Linked DNA regions of Mus musculus: region 1 is linked to region 2. The links are chromatin contacts, called in public Hi-C maps. All regions are on one chromosome and are shown on one strand. Each heading gives the region's core, a stretch centred on a gene start, on an enhancer-like site or on the middle of the called end of the contact. The rest is flanking DNA. Distances are from core to core; before and after follow the strand shown.

What was found. Hi-C and Micro-C count contacts between places; a contact is called where the count stands out from the background.
Region 1: a contact with region 2 is called in a Hi-C map of bone marrow-derived macrophages, with 28 read pairs. The contact joins two enhancer-like sites. A contact is called at or near these places in 2 of 15 datasets of contacts at CTCF or cohesin (the NIH/3T3 cell line and embryonic stem cells), 4 of 484 Hi-C or Micro-C datasets (bone marrow-derived macrophages, embryonic stem cells, erythroid progenitors and 1 more) and 9 of 115 datasets of contacts at active chromatin or transcription factors (bone marrow-derived macrophages, embryonic basal ganglia, embryonic stem cells and 5 more).

The regions. Positions count from the first base shown.
Region 1 is chr11:95,517,159-95,524,095 of GRCm38.p6, forward strand. No RefSeq gene overlaps it. Among named protein-coding and RNA genes, the nearest start is that of Nxph3, 6.1 kb to the left of the region's middle. Within about 2 kb of position 4,408, at least 118 of the 459 cell types and tissues checked have an H3K27ac peak or open chromatin away from gene starts, as enhancers often do. A contact at or near this core is called in bone marrow-derived macrophages, where this site is marked.
Region 2 is chr11:95,232,970-95,240,222 of GRCm38.p6, forward strand. The region is part of intron 1 of Gm11515 (a long non-coding RNA gene); the gene reads right to left. Among named protein-coding and RNA genes, the nearest start is that of Gm11515, 23 kb to the right of the region's middle. Within about 2 kb of position 5,717, at least 13 of the 459 cell types and tissues checked have an H3K27ac peak or open chromatin away from gene starts, as enhancers often do. A contact at or near this core is called in bone marrow-derived macrophages, where this site is marked.

The DNA of each region.
Region 1 (6,937 bases), core at 3,158-5,657, 280 kb after region 2:
GAAGTCTGACCTGGGATGTGGGGCATGCTGGAGAAGTTGTAGGCACCGGAGGAGGAGCTCTGGGCAACCTGACATTTAAAAATTAGGCAAAGGAAGAAAACTCCCAGGAGCTCACGGGCAACCAGGAGCAAAGCGGGCCACGGGGCTCACTCTGGAAGCAGAAGGAGCAGGAACGCTCTCACTTGAGTGTGCCAGGCAGAGTGACAGCCACCATATGCAGGCCCAGGTTTCCTGGCTGGGGGAACAGGAACCCAGTACTGTATAGTTTTACAAGCCCTTGCCCCTCCCCAGGAGACACAGAGTAAAGTGGCCTCCAGCTCTCTAAAAATCTGAATAGAATTAACTCTGCTGGTAGAGTGCTTGCTCAGTATGCACAAAGCCTGGCGCCCCACCTTTAGCCCCCTATAAACAAGATATGGTAGACACACCTGTAATTTCAGCACTGGGGAGGTGGAGACAGGGGGGTCAGATGTTCATGGCAACCCTCAGCTACACAGTGATTTTGAAGGATTTTTAAATTTTTCTTCCTTTCTTTCTTTCTTTCTTTCTTTCTTTCTTTCTTTCTTCCTTTCTTTCTTTCTTATTTTTGTTCATGTTCACCTGCATAAATGTCTGCGAACCACCTTGTGCCTTGCCTTGTGCCTACAGAGGCCAGAAGAAGGCATTGGATCCCCTGGAACTGGAGATACAGCTGTAAGCTGCTGTGTGGGTGCTGGGAATCAAACTTGGGTCCTCTGGAACGGCAGCACTCTTCTTTTTGCTGATTAAAAACATTTATTTATTTATTTATTTATTTATTTATTTATTTAATGTATATGAATACACCATTGCTCTCTTCAGACACACCAGTCTTCTGATGTCAGATCCCATAACGGATGGTTATGAGCCACCATGTGGTTGCTGGGAATTGAATTCAGGTCCTCTGGAAGAGCAGCAATCAGTGCTCTTAACCACTGAACCACTGAGCCATCTCTCCAGAACCCCCCTCCCGCACTCCCCCCCCCTCGCTGATTTTTTTTTTTTTTTTTGAGACAATGTTTCACCATGTAGCCATGACTGACCCAGACTCCTGGCTCCCGATGTAGATGAGACTAGCCTCAAACTCTCAGAGATCCCGCCACCTTGACAGATGTCACCCTGCCTGACTCTTAATCATTGAGCCATCTCTTCAGCCCCTACATAGTGATTATGAAGCCAGCCTGGGTTACCTGAGACTACAGGAAGGAAGGCTGGGAATGATGGTGTATGTCTTTGATCCCAGCACTTGGGAGGGTCAAGCAGGCAGAGCTTTATGAGTTCGAGGCCAGCCTGGTCTACATAGTAAAACCCTGTCTAGAAAGAAACAGAGAAAGGAGGAAGGAAGGAAGGAAGGGAGGGAGGAAGGAAGGAAGGGAGGAAGGAAGGAAGGAAGGAAGGAAGGAGAAGCTCTGAGGTGGGGAGTGTTGGGTGGGAGGGAATGATCCCTAGCACAAAAGGACGAAGGTATGCCAACAAGGGATGGAGAAAAGATACCTGGGTGTGTGGAAAGCCCTTCAGCAGAGAGAGGGAAGGCAGGCCATAGACACAGTGCACCTGGGTACCAAGCTCCACGGCAGTGGTGTGATCCCAAGGTGTGTCTGTCACTCAGGGCCACATCTCCATATGCCCCGACTCCTTCTCATAGCATCCCTTGCACACAATAGATACTCTGCGAAAAGAAAAGATGCTTAGTGCCCAAGGCCTGGAACCTCCTGCCCACTCTGCACCCAAATGTCCCTTGCCCAGCATTTGCCTGACACCTCCTCTTGCCTGCTTCTGGAAGGATCCTGTATATGTGTTTCCCTCTTTGCCTCCCCAGACCAGCCAAACAGCACAGTGGGGCCCCTGATTTGCCCTCAGCCAATGGGCGGGAGCTAAGAGTTTCTAGCTGTTTTTGAAAAGCAGGCAGACAGTGGCTGCCCTTAAACTCACTGTCTGGAGTGGTCTGAGGGAGAGGCGAGGCTGGCTCATAATTGTTAGCAATCTCTCCGGGTTAGCCGGCAATTTGCAATTTTAAAGAGTCGGATAGAGATTTATGTATTGGGCATTAGGGAGGCCCAGGGGGAAAACCAAACTTAAATAGGGGGGTGAGTATGGGTCCCTGGGAGATGAGTGGAAAAGTGTGGAGCCATGGGGGAAGGAAAGAGCCTTCTAGGCAGATGAAGCCGTTCGAGGAAAAGTCACAGATAAAAGAGAGCCCAGGAGTGGGGTTCTGAGGGGCCCGGATGAAAGAGTCATTTGTTCCATGAATAGTTATCAAGTGTCTACTTTTATGTCCGGTCCTGGCCGGTGTGCAGTGTGTTTCTGGACCGGCAACTGCGTTCCTCATTTGCATGGAGAATGTGGGGTGGGGTGGGGGTGGGGGAAGATGTGGAAGACAGCAGGGGGAAGGCCCAGACTCTGCGATGCTAGCACACAGCACAAGTTCCAAGAGGAGACGGGTCCTAATTTACCTGGAGCCCAAAGGATGGGAGGGCCTGGGGCTGCCTGAGGGTTGAGGTTGGTCTTCTAGGCAAACGGATGGAGTATTAATCTCCTGAGCCTAGGAAGCCTTAGTAAGAGGAGCTGGAGAAGACACGAGTGTGGCGAAGACAGGGAGAAGGGCTCAAGGGAAGGGGAGATGGGGGTGGGGGGTGGGAGTAGAGGGGTGTGAGGGTTGCTGTGGGTGACTATGGAGTCAGCACCAAGAAGAGCACCCCGGTCTTTGTGAGAGGTAGAGCTGAGAGTTGAGTGAATTGGAGGAGCCAGGCAGTGGTGGTAGGTCAGAGACTTGGGGCTGTGCGGAAGGGGCAATGGGGACAGGAGAGGGTGGCTCTGAAAGGGGTCTAAGAGAAAGGTGTCTAAGTTCAAATTGACCCCCAGCTCTCTGGCTTAGGGAACACAAGTGTGGGACGAGCCTGTGGGTACTTGGGGCCCAGGCATTGTGAAAACAGATGACACTGGAGAGCATCCTGCAGAGGGCAGACCAGTACGTGTGTGAGCCTGGAGGCTCATCTGAGCGAGAGTGGGGATTGCTAACCAAGTGCACAGTGACAGGGCTGGTGCACAGTAGGGCCACAGAATCTGTTTTGTAGGAAGTAATGAAAACAAGAGACCTTTCATTACTCAGTGGTGGACCTTTGACTTAGAATGCTCTGAGGGAGACTGCTAAGGTACCAAGTTCATGTTTTAGGTCCCAGGGTGTGTGTGTGTGTGTGTGTGTGTGTGTGTGTGTGTGTGTGTGTGCGCGTGCATGCGTGCATGTGAATGTGTGTGTGCCTTCGCGTGTGTGTGTTACGTGTTACTTCAAGTGCTTCTAAGCCTTCACCACCCGAAGGGACCTTTTACTGGAAAAAGCATAGTCTATTTGCTCTTGTTAGGTTCCTGGCTCTGAGGCCCACCCCCCACCATCTTAGTAGTTGGTCTTTCCTCTTCCTGGATCACGGCGTCTGGAGGATGTGGAGAGCTTCAGCTTCTCTCTCCCGGTCTTTGTCTGTGTCTGGATGTAGCTGGTTGAAAGTGCTTTGTAAACTGAACAAAAGGAGCGCTGGGGCTCCTTCCGGTTACATTTCAGCGTCTTGGGAGATGAAGAGTGAAAGGAAGAAAATAGGCATCTGGCCAGGCGCCAACACCTGGCACTACCTTCAGTGGCAAACCCCTCAGCCACCTGTCGGCTGGACCCAAGTCACCATGGTTAACGAGAACCTTACAGGGGGCGATGGTGAGACGGAGCGCGGGTGTGGTGCGAGGATACGAGTGGCGTCGGCGCGCCACCTGGTGGGCGGCCCGGGGAAGGCAACGCCCTCTTGCCGCCCGCGACAGCTCAGTGCCTGCCTAGTGCCTCTCATAGACTGAAAAAATGGACGGCCATCATCTTAGGAGGTGAAAGCAGGAGGATCAAAAGTTCAAAATCATGCTCAGGTGCATACCTAGTTCGAGGTCAGCTTAGGTTCCCTGAACTCCTGTGCCCTACATGTCCCCAAAAATGGTATGAATGGGGGTGTAGTGCTTTTGAGCTCCGGAGACCGATCACCTAGTCCCTAGCTTGAATTTGTTCACCATCTTGGGTAGGTTATTTCACCTTTGTGCTCTTCGTGGTGTAATAACTATGTCGGGCAGACGTGCTCAACGATTACTAGCTATTGGAATATTCAGACTTGTTACCCAAGCACAGATTTCCAATTGTCCTGTTGTGCTAAAAGCTCACAGGGAGGCAGTGTTGTCAGTAGTTGGTCACAGGGAAAGACGGTGGATGGACGGAGGCAGGTCGTACATCTCGCAAAACTGCCTCAAGGTCATCATGGTGAAATGGGTCATCTGCGGCGAGGATTATTGCTTCCTCTGTGCACGGAGGCGATGCAGGGTGCCCAGGTTCCGCAAGCTCTCCAGTCTCCAGGGCCGTCGAATTTGCCTCATGGGTATCAGCTACACCGGCCTGAATTCAGGGGCTTAAGATTCTTTGGACCCCTGCTGAACACGATTGTCAAAACGCCAAGTGTCAGCTCCTCGCACAGATCCCATTCTTGTTACCTGCCAGGCCTGTCCAGGAGCTTCAACAATTCCGGGGGCCACTCCCCAGGAGTGCAGAACGCTTGGCTGCACCTTCCATTTCTAGGCCTGTAGCGACGCCTGGCGAGCAAAGGAAGAATAACTGCGCCTGCATATTGGCGCGCTTATGCCAGCAAGCTGAGAAGCCCTTCTGGGTGGGGTCCTGCTGGGCACTCTTGAATGATGGCCATGGGAAGCAGCAGACACTTCCTATTGGATCCTGGGATCACGAGGGCTCCCCAGAGTAGCCTTGACTGGGGCTTCTATTGCTCGGATGACATCTAGGATCATCAGATTCCAAATCCCTTCCAAGACCTGGCAGAGGGAGTTTAGGGGCCCCAGCAAGGGGCAGGGAGGTGGGTGGTAGTCAAAGATACTAGGGCCTCAAAGGGAAGGATTTCCAGGTTTTTTTTGCCCATATATATTGTTTGGGGTCGCCATTGTTCTGTTTCTGGTAATTCCAGCCTGTCCTAGCTTGATGTGATACCACCATGATCAAAAGCAACCTGGGGAGGAAAGGTCTATTTTATTTAACCCTCTGGGTCTCAGTCCATCACCAAGAGATGGATGCAGGAGCTCAAGCAGAGGCCACGGAGGGATGTTGCTTACAGTGACTTGTTCCCCAGACTCACGCTCAGCTTTTGTACCTCTCAGGACCCCCTGCCCAGGGGTGGCTCCACCCAGAGTGAGCGGAGGGCCCTCTTATATCAATCATTATCAAGAAAATGTTCCCCCCCCCCCGACCCCAGACTTGCTTCCAGGCCACCAGTCTGATAGAAATGTTTTCTCAACTTCTTTCCTCTTCTCAGATGACCCCAAGTCTATGTCAAGTTGAAGACACACACATATTTCAGCACACAGCCCGGAGAGATTTGACGACAGTGCTACATAGGACAAAGGTAGATAAGCTTAGGAATGGTCACAGCCTAAAAAGGACTCCAGTCCAGGAGGCTGCTGTAAGCCGAGGACCAGGGGAGAGGCAGCAGGAAGGACACCGTCACTTGGACCTGGCTCTTCTGCCTCTGATAGCCCTGGGTCACCATGGGAGTGTGGCTGCCAACACCCACTTCATGCAAACTTAGCCCCTGCCTGCCAGAGTCCTGCAGCTGGTGGGAAGCTCAGAGTCTCCTCACTCCTGCTAAGCTAGACCCCAGTGAGTACTGACTTCGCAAGACTGGGATGCAAAATCATGCATGTCACAGTTGATGAGTGGGGCCTCCTGTGTTCTGCCTCATGAAAGACTCATATTTCCCCTCATGATGATCGCCATGCCAACTTTGTCCCTGCTCTCTGCCCCTCCTCTCTATCCAATACACTCCAGGGCAGGCTGCGGGACTCCACTGCTATTCCCAGGGTTGGGGTTGGGGTATGATGCCAGGTCTGTCCTCCCATCAACCTTTTTTACCATCCTCACCCCCAAGCAAGAGGAAGTCAGAGTTTGGGAATGCAACCAGTGGGTAGGCCCGTGGAGTTGTCTTTCTACTGTGTGGGGCTTGCCAAGTCAGATTAGGAAACACTGTCTGCAGTTTACGATCTGTCTGACCAAGCCAAGAAGGCAGGTCTCACTACTGCCACATTTTACATATTGAGAGGACTGAGGCCGGACGTGGTGGCACACGCCTTTAATCCCAGCACTCGGGAGGCAGAGACAGGTGGATTTCTGAGTTCGAGGCCAGCCTGGTCTACAGAGTGAGTTCCAGGACAGCCAGGGATATACTGAGAAACCCTGTCTTGAAAAACCAAAAAGAGCCGGGTATGGTGTTGCATGCCTTTAATCCCAGCACTTGGGAGGCAGAGGCAGGAGGATTTCTGAGTTTGAGGCCAGCCTGGTCTATAGAGTGAGTTCCAGGACAGCCAGGGCGATACAGAGAAAAACCCTGTCTCAAAAACAAACAAACAAACAAACAAAAAAAACCCAAAAAACAAAAACAAACAAACAAAACCCCCCCCAAAAAAAAACAAAAACAAAAAAGGGGGGAAGAAAAACCAAAAAGGAAAAAGAGAGAGACAGACAGACAGACAGACTGAGGCCTGGAAAGACAAGACCAAAGGATCAAAATAGTACTCTTCAGACATGAGACTTTATTTTTTGTTATTTTTTAACTTGGTGTAGGTGTGTGTGTGCATGTGCATGTGAGTGCAGGTGCCTGAGGAGGCCAGAGCCATCAGATCCACTGCAACTGGAGTTCCAGATGTGATCTGTCAGCTGGGTGCTGGGAACTGAACTGGTCCTCTGAGCTCTGCTCTTGCTCTGAGCAGTTCTCTCTCCACCACAAAAGAGATGTCTTAAGGTTTTACATTTATTTTGTTTATGCTAAGGGGTGTTGCCTTTCTCCACTTATGACACAAAGTAGCCCTTTCTTTGTTCATTAAAGTTTATTCATTATTTAAT
Region 2 (7,253 bases), core at 4,467-6,966:
GGAAATCAAGCTCAGTTGCCCAAGATAGGAGAGGGGAGGTGCTGAGATTCAAGCCTAGGGGTTCTAACTCCAGGGGATGCCTTCTAGTGAAGTAGTGGAACACTGAATCTGAGGCAAGAGCATACCTGGGTTGACCTCCTATATGACCCCTAAGGGCTAACTGGGTGACCTTCAGGTGTCTGTTGAAGCTACTGATATAGTCTACTCGAGCCTGACTAAGCCCCTCTCCCATCACCATGGAAGGCTTCCCTGTGAAGCCCTTCCCTGCTCAACCTCTGTTTCCCTGTTTGAGACAGCATCGGATGTAGTTCGAGGTAGCCTTATCCTTGCTATGTAGCCAAGGATACCCTGGAAGTCTTGATCTTCCTGCCTCTACCTCAAGACTGCTGGGAATGTACCACTATGGATACCTTACCCCAGCATCTCTGGTTTGTTTTGTTTTTTTGAGACAGGATTTCTCTGTGTATCCCTGGCTGTCCTGGAACTCACTTTGTAGACCAGGCTGGCCTTGAACTCAGAGATCTGCCTGCCTCTGCCTCCCAAGTGCTGGGATTAAAAGTGTGTGCCATCACTGCCTGGCTCTTCCCAAAATCATCTGTGACCTGAGAATTATGTCCTGTCTCATTCCCTGAACACACTGTCACACGCCACCCAGCAGTCTGACCCTACAAAGCCTGCAGGAAGGAGGGTACTGAAAGCATTCCACGCTGGGATCCGAGCATTTAATAGGGGTCATGAACTGCTGTGACCTGGGAAATTCCTCCTGCTGTCTGACCCAAATCCTTTCTCCAACAGAGTAGCTGGAGTTCTTCATGGAATGAGAGAGGCTGCCACAACCTGTGCCTTTGGTAGAGGTATGAGGGACAGTCCAGAGCTTTCACAGATAGCTTGATGGGACACTGGGTGCCACAGGGCCCTTCTCAGCCAGGATGGGAAAACAGATGTCCCATGTGTATCCTGGTCTGGAACTCAGTCATCATCCAGGGTTGTCCCTCACAACAGCTGTCAACGGGGACATGCCCAGGCTGCCTATCTGATGGGAGCCAGGCTTGCTCAGGTCCCTGGCCCCAAGAAATCCTCACCACCCAGCCCTTCTCCACTGCTGGCTTGCTGGTGTGGTTAGAACAGTACTGTTCAGCAAGTCTTCCAAGGGACCCTTGGGTTGCATGTAGGAGGAAGGCCGAGGAGGACAGTCTGAGCTGAAATGGTGGCAGAGCCTTGGGATCCATACCTCAGCCTTGAGGCAATGACTCTACAGGGTGGAGGGAGGTGCTCCAAGACCTCAGGAACCCAAGAGGTGGGGGTGGGTGGGGTGGGGGAAGATAGCTCTGTCCCAGGAAGAACTACTGGGATGGAGACCTCTTCTTCTCTCCCTCCTCCCATAAACACTGGATCATGGCAATAGAGGCTCACACACACACACACACACACACACACACACACACACACACACACACGTACTCTCTTGGGATGTAGACACCAGGCTTCCAGCAGAGGACAACAGTCCAGCTGTCCCCTTTCCAACCCTGCCATCCTGTCTTAAACCCACAATGCCAGAAAACTCTGTCACTAGCTACCCCTAGGACGTCCCCCTCAGCTGTGGGTCTGGTAGGAAGTCTCTGGTGTCTCTGTCCTGCTGCAGTTGTGCCTCCTTGTGAATCCCTGCCTCTGTGCAGAGCTTAGGGGTGCTGGACACTCAGTACTGTGTAATGAGAATCGTACAGGCTCTCTGGCAACTTCTCTTTTACTGACAGCATCCTTCCTGGGAGCTCTATGGGGAAACCTCACTCCTATGGGGGTTTCTCAGCTCTCTTGGCTACGCTGCCTGCAAATGGGGGTCCTGAACCGATCAAACCACGGGATGAATGGCAGGCAGGGTGCATAGGCTGGAATCTCCCAATCCTGGTCTCCATTTCCAGACTCTCCTCTTGTCTGGGTTCAGCTCACAGAGCTTTTGTGGGAATGGCCACCGTGTCAGGGTCACTAGAGCAGCGGCTCCTGGGGCAGACTGAAGATGCCACCCGCACAGATGCTTTGTATGGGTCAGTGATTCTAGCAGCAGCGATGCTGACCTCAGCAGAAGCTTACAGAAAATCCTGGCTCCAGGGGACCTAGAAACATACGCCTGGTATGGTGGTGCATGCTTGTACCTCCAGCACCCAGGAGACTGAAGCAGGAAGATAGACTGCAGGAGGTTCATCTGGGCCAGTTGCTGGAGGTGCACAGTGTGGAAGGTATCTTTGGGTATAACCTTGTTGATAGTTCTCTTTATATTAAAAAAAACAAAAAACTTTTTTTTTTTTTCAGTCAGGTTGCCTAGGCTACCCTCTATCTTCCTCAATAGATGAGGGTGACTTTGAACTTCTGATCCTCTTCCTTCCACATCCTGGCTGCTGGAGTCTCAGGTATATTCCACCACAGCCCGTTTGTGTGGTTCAAGGAAAGGAACCCAGGTCTGGGTGCAGGCTAGCAAATGCTCTATCAACTGAGTTATGTCCTCACCCTTAGCTCTCTGCATTGGCGTGTGTATGCCAAACCATGATATCACAGACATTATTGCTCTGAAGTGTTTATTTCTTTATCATATGTCACAAACATCTACAAAGCAGTTTCTATGCCCAGGCACCCTTCTGGCTACTTTCCAAATAACGCTATGAGGCAAGTGCTATTAGCCCCATTTCACAGGTGAGGAAACAGAGGCACAGGGATTCGGGGATGGGCCCAAGTCACACCCCTCATAAGTGGCAAAGCTTAGCCTTCAGCTTGGACTGACATCAAATCTGTTGGCACCAAAAGAGTCTAAGGTGCAAAAAAAACCGGTGATGGGTGTTTCTGCTAGTGGCTCGTGGGAGGCACAGTGTGTAAGGGATATCCCTAGAACTTTTCATGGGCCTCTTTCACTGGATAATTGTTAGTGACGATCCACTTAAAGGAAAAAGAAACATTTCCCAAGCCCCTAGGAAGTGCAACTCCCTTGCCCTGATCCAGTCTGTGCTGGCACTCGAAAGGGCAAGGTACATCGGTAGAATCCTCCGAGCGCTAACTGGAGTCCCCCCTCTACGTCCTCTGATGTCTCCACCCACTGCCTCCATTAGACTCCTCGCTGTCCCGTCTCTAGGAGCTGCACACTGGCAGAAACCACAGACCATATGCCTTAAGCTCAGCTTGTGGAGAGAGAGTTACTCAGAGCCTCTGTGCCCAGGCACTGGGCTGAAACAACTATCAGAGGGAAAACACGCGGGGGTTGGGGGGTGCAGAGACACACTCCTGCATGCCCATCGCTCAGAACGCTGAGGCAGGAGGATCGCCTCAGATACAAGGCCTGCCTGGGTTACCAAACCCCTTGGCTTCTACATCTTACATCTCTGCTCCTTCCAGGCTGGCCCTCACCAGCCCATCCCCCTAAGCCCTCTCATGCTCGCCCATGCTGCCAGTCCCCAGAGGACTCTCTCAAGCTGAATGTCTCTGGCTACATCCTCAGCCATACCCAGGCATCAGCAAGCAAGAAGACGCAAGTAGTCCACCAGGTCACATTGCTTTTTCAGACTTCTGTGTGGCTTCCTTCTGATCCATGTCCCTCTTACCCACCAGGGACCTGCCAACCCTAGCTAGAGTGACAGGAGGCAGCTGTGACATTAGAGCAGCATACAAGCAATGCAGGTCCCTGTGAGCTCAGGCCACAGGCCATGCCCTTACTTGAGGCAGGTTGCTTGTTTCTCAAGGAGGATGGGGGAGGTAGTGAGGAAGGGAGATGGAGGGGCATCTATGAGGCAGCAGGACTAGTCCAAACTCACACAGCACTGGTGTGTACCCAAGCATTGCTCTCAGCCCAGTGTCTAGGGAATCATGAACTCACTCCTCCAAGCCAACCTGAGAGGAAGACACTGCCTCTACCATCTTTGTACAGAAGGGAGAATGAAACACAGAGAGGTGTAGTAACTTTCCTAAGGTTACACAGTTGGATATCGAAGACAAGATTTAAATTCAGACTGTCTAGCTCTTTGATCTCCTCTCCCCGTGTAATTTTTCTGCTTAAAAGTTTCACACCTATGAGAATAAGCTGAGGCTTGCTCGTCCTTGAGACATCCAAGGTCTCCTCAAGCTGCCAGCTCCCCCACCGACAGCACTTCTCTGCCCTACTGGATACCTGACTATTTGAATCTTATCTCTATCAGCTGCCTAACTACATGATTTTTGGCTAAGTTACTCCATCTTCCTGAGCCTCAAGCTCCTCCTCGAGCCTCCAAACTGGAGGACTACTGATACCTACAATTAAGTAGACTTAATGAGATCACCCAGATGGAAAGCCTACTAGGCACCACCGACCTGCACACAGAAACAGCACAATACTGAGCAGAAAGAGAAGGAGAGAGATGTCTCAGGTGGCAACTTGGTGTTAGGTTGTTTAGTGGCCAGGTGGGGGAGGGGTCTCCTGCAAGAACTATCCTGGGGAGGAGCATGCTTCAGACTGAAAGGCTAGTCACCAGTAGGGCTCCTGTTGACATTTGAATTTTTGGGGTGGCTAGAACCAGATCAAAAGTCCCCCATACCTGTCTCCCATGGCCCACGGAGAGGCATCTCTGCCTGAGGCCCACCTCTCGCAGCCCCTAGAGTCACTGGCTGTTCCTGCTGGGCACAGTCTCAGGGAGAAAGAGGGTAGTTGCACCTGATGAGACTTCTCGTCAGGAGTATTGAGCCCGCCTGCACAGGCTTGGTCTGAGTCTGGGATTTTAGCCTGAGTCCTATTGTCCGATCTCCCCTGGCCCTAGCCCCTTGGTCCGAAGCAGACACGGTTGCCCAGGATGGTCTCCCAGGAGACCAAACTCTCTTGGGAATTTGGTAAAGAATGAGGCATGGGGGTGAGGTGGGAACAGGGTATGGAGCTCAGGCTGAGGTACAGACAGCCACACCAACCGGAGCCTCAGGTATGGCTACTCTGGTTTTGTTTGCTTCCAGTGGGAGGTATGCTTATCCAGTTCCTGCCTGCGGCTCATTGAGAAACTCCAAATGGGGACGGAGTCTGCGTGTACAAACTGAAGAGCATCCTTGCCAGAGACACGACTGTGTCCGTCAGTTTCAAATACAGTTTCCAGCACCGCTGCTCAGCAGGATAGCTTGTATATTTGACAACTGGCTGCCCACACTCTTGAGGGAGTGAAACGAGTCTGCTCTGGCCCTGTAGCTCCTTGACCTTCTACCAAGGAGGGAGTGGGGCAGGAATCTGCCACCAGAGTTTTATTCTGGATCTGCTCATGCCGGGCCATCGGATCACCTCCTTCTACATCCAATCAGGAACCCTGCGATCAGGTGCACACTCTGTGACCCTCTGAGATGTGGGAGGAGGGAGAGCCTGGAGTCCTTCTCCATCCACCGGCCTGATGTGAGAGGCTCTAGGCAGCCCTAAAAGCACACTGGGAATGCGTGAGTCACTGAAACCCCAAAAGTCTCTGCCCCCACCCCTCCAATCTCTCCCACAGCATCCCTCTAGTACTGGACCAGGGATGACCTAGGAGTTCTTTCTACTACAGTGCGCCCTTCCCCCACCAAGCCCCATTCTCCCTCTCTGCTGAGGAGTGTCTGTCTGTCTGTGACTTCTAGGGTCTGGGGAGACAGAGAGCGGGTTGTTGTTTGAATCTGAATCTGGAGACTATTTAGGAGAAGGGGAAATGAGGTCACCAGAGGCAGGCTTTGAAGGTCATACTCAGCCCCTGGTCTGGCTTCTCTCTCCACTTCCTGATCTGCCATTGTGTAAACAGCTCTGCCTCACACTCCCGCTGCCTGCTGCCTGCCGTGAAGGGAGTCCGGACACTTCCCTTACCCAGTGGTGAACTGAAATCCTAAGACACACTAAATCTTCCTTTACGCCTTTAAATCCCAGCACTCAGGAGGCAGAGGCAGGTGGATCTCTCAGTTGAAGGCCAGCCTGGTCTACAGAGCGAGTTCCAGGATAGCCAGAGAAACTCTGTCTTGAAAATGAACAAACAAACAAACAATAAAACATTTCTGTCATCCTCTTGTCTCAGTGACAAGTAGGACCCGAAGGGAGATGGATCTAGATATGGGGGCTCTAGTTGACCCCCCCATCCTTCAGCTGTGCTGAAGACCATGCCTCCATCTCAAAAGCTGGATGGCAGCCACTCAGGGTGGCTCGGGCCTGCATCCTAGGATCCAGAAGATAGAAGCAGGAGGATCCTAAGTCCAAGGCCATCTTCATTTACTAGGGAATTGGAGGCTAGCCTGAGCCGTACAGTGACTTCCAGGTCAGCCAGAGGCTAGCCTGAGCCACACAGTGACTTCCAGGTCAGCCAGAGGTTGTGTGAGACCCAGGCTCAACCAATAAGATGGAGTCTTGTTCGACAGCTCACTAAGAAAAGACCTGCCTGCCAACTCAGCAGGCTTGAGTTCCATCCCCAGGAGACCCGCATGGTAGAAGGAAAAAGCAGACTCCTGGAAGTTATCTTCTATCTTCCATAGGTACGCTGTAGCATGCCCGCTCCACGCTCACTAAATAAATACATGTTAAAAATAAAAAATAATAGGGGCCGGAGAGGTGGCTTGGCCTCTAACGCGCTTGCGTAACAAGCCTTACAACCTTGAGTTCAATTCCCTGAAACCCACGTAAAGGTGGAATGGCTCCAGAAAGGTCTCCTCTGAGAGCCATGTGTTCTCCGTGGCTTGCACACCCACACTCACACACACACAAGAATAAATAAATAACTTTTAAAAACACAGCAACAAAAGAAAAGGCTGAGTGTTCTGGGGGGAACACCACAGAGACCCCTTGACATGTTCCTTGAGCTTTCAAATAGCAAGTCTGCCCAAAACACCAGTGGGAAACTAAGGCAGGAAGAGAAAGCTAGCAAGGAATGACGTTGCAAGGGCCTGGGCTCCAGAGTCCAGAGAGGCCCCTTAGAAGTACCAGAGATCCACAAAGCTGGTTTTAGAAGAACAGGTCGTTCTTATGCCCTGGTGGCCTTCGGGCAGCTGCTCGGGTCCTGGCTCAAGACTGTCCTCTTTCTCAATCTCCTTTCCTTTTGCTATTCTCTCTTTCATTTATTGATGGAGCAGGAGAGATGGGCAGGGGGAAGTATGGAGTTAGGACCTTGCGATTTGTTCAGGCTGGCCCTGAATTCACTCACAGTCCTCCTGCCTCAGACTCCTGGGTGCTATAGGATTCCAGGAGACCCAGATGTTCTGTCTAGCTCAGAAGCACCTCTTCATTTCAGGGTGTCTGTACCTCGCTCTCAGAAATT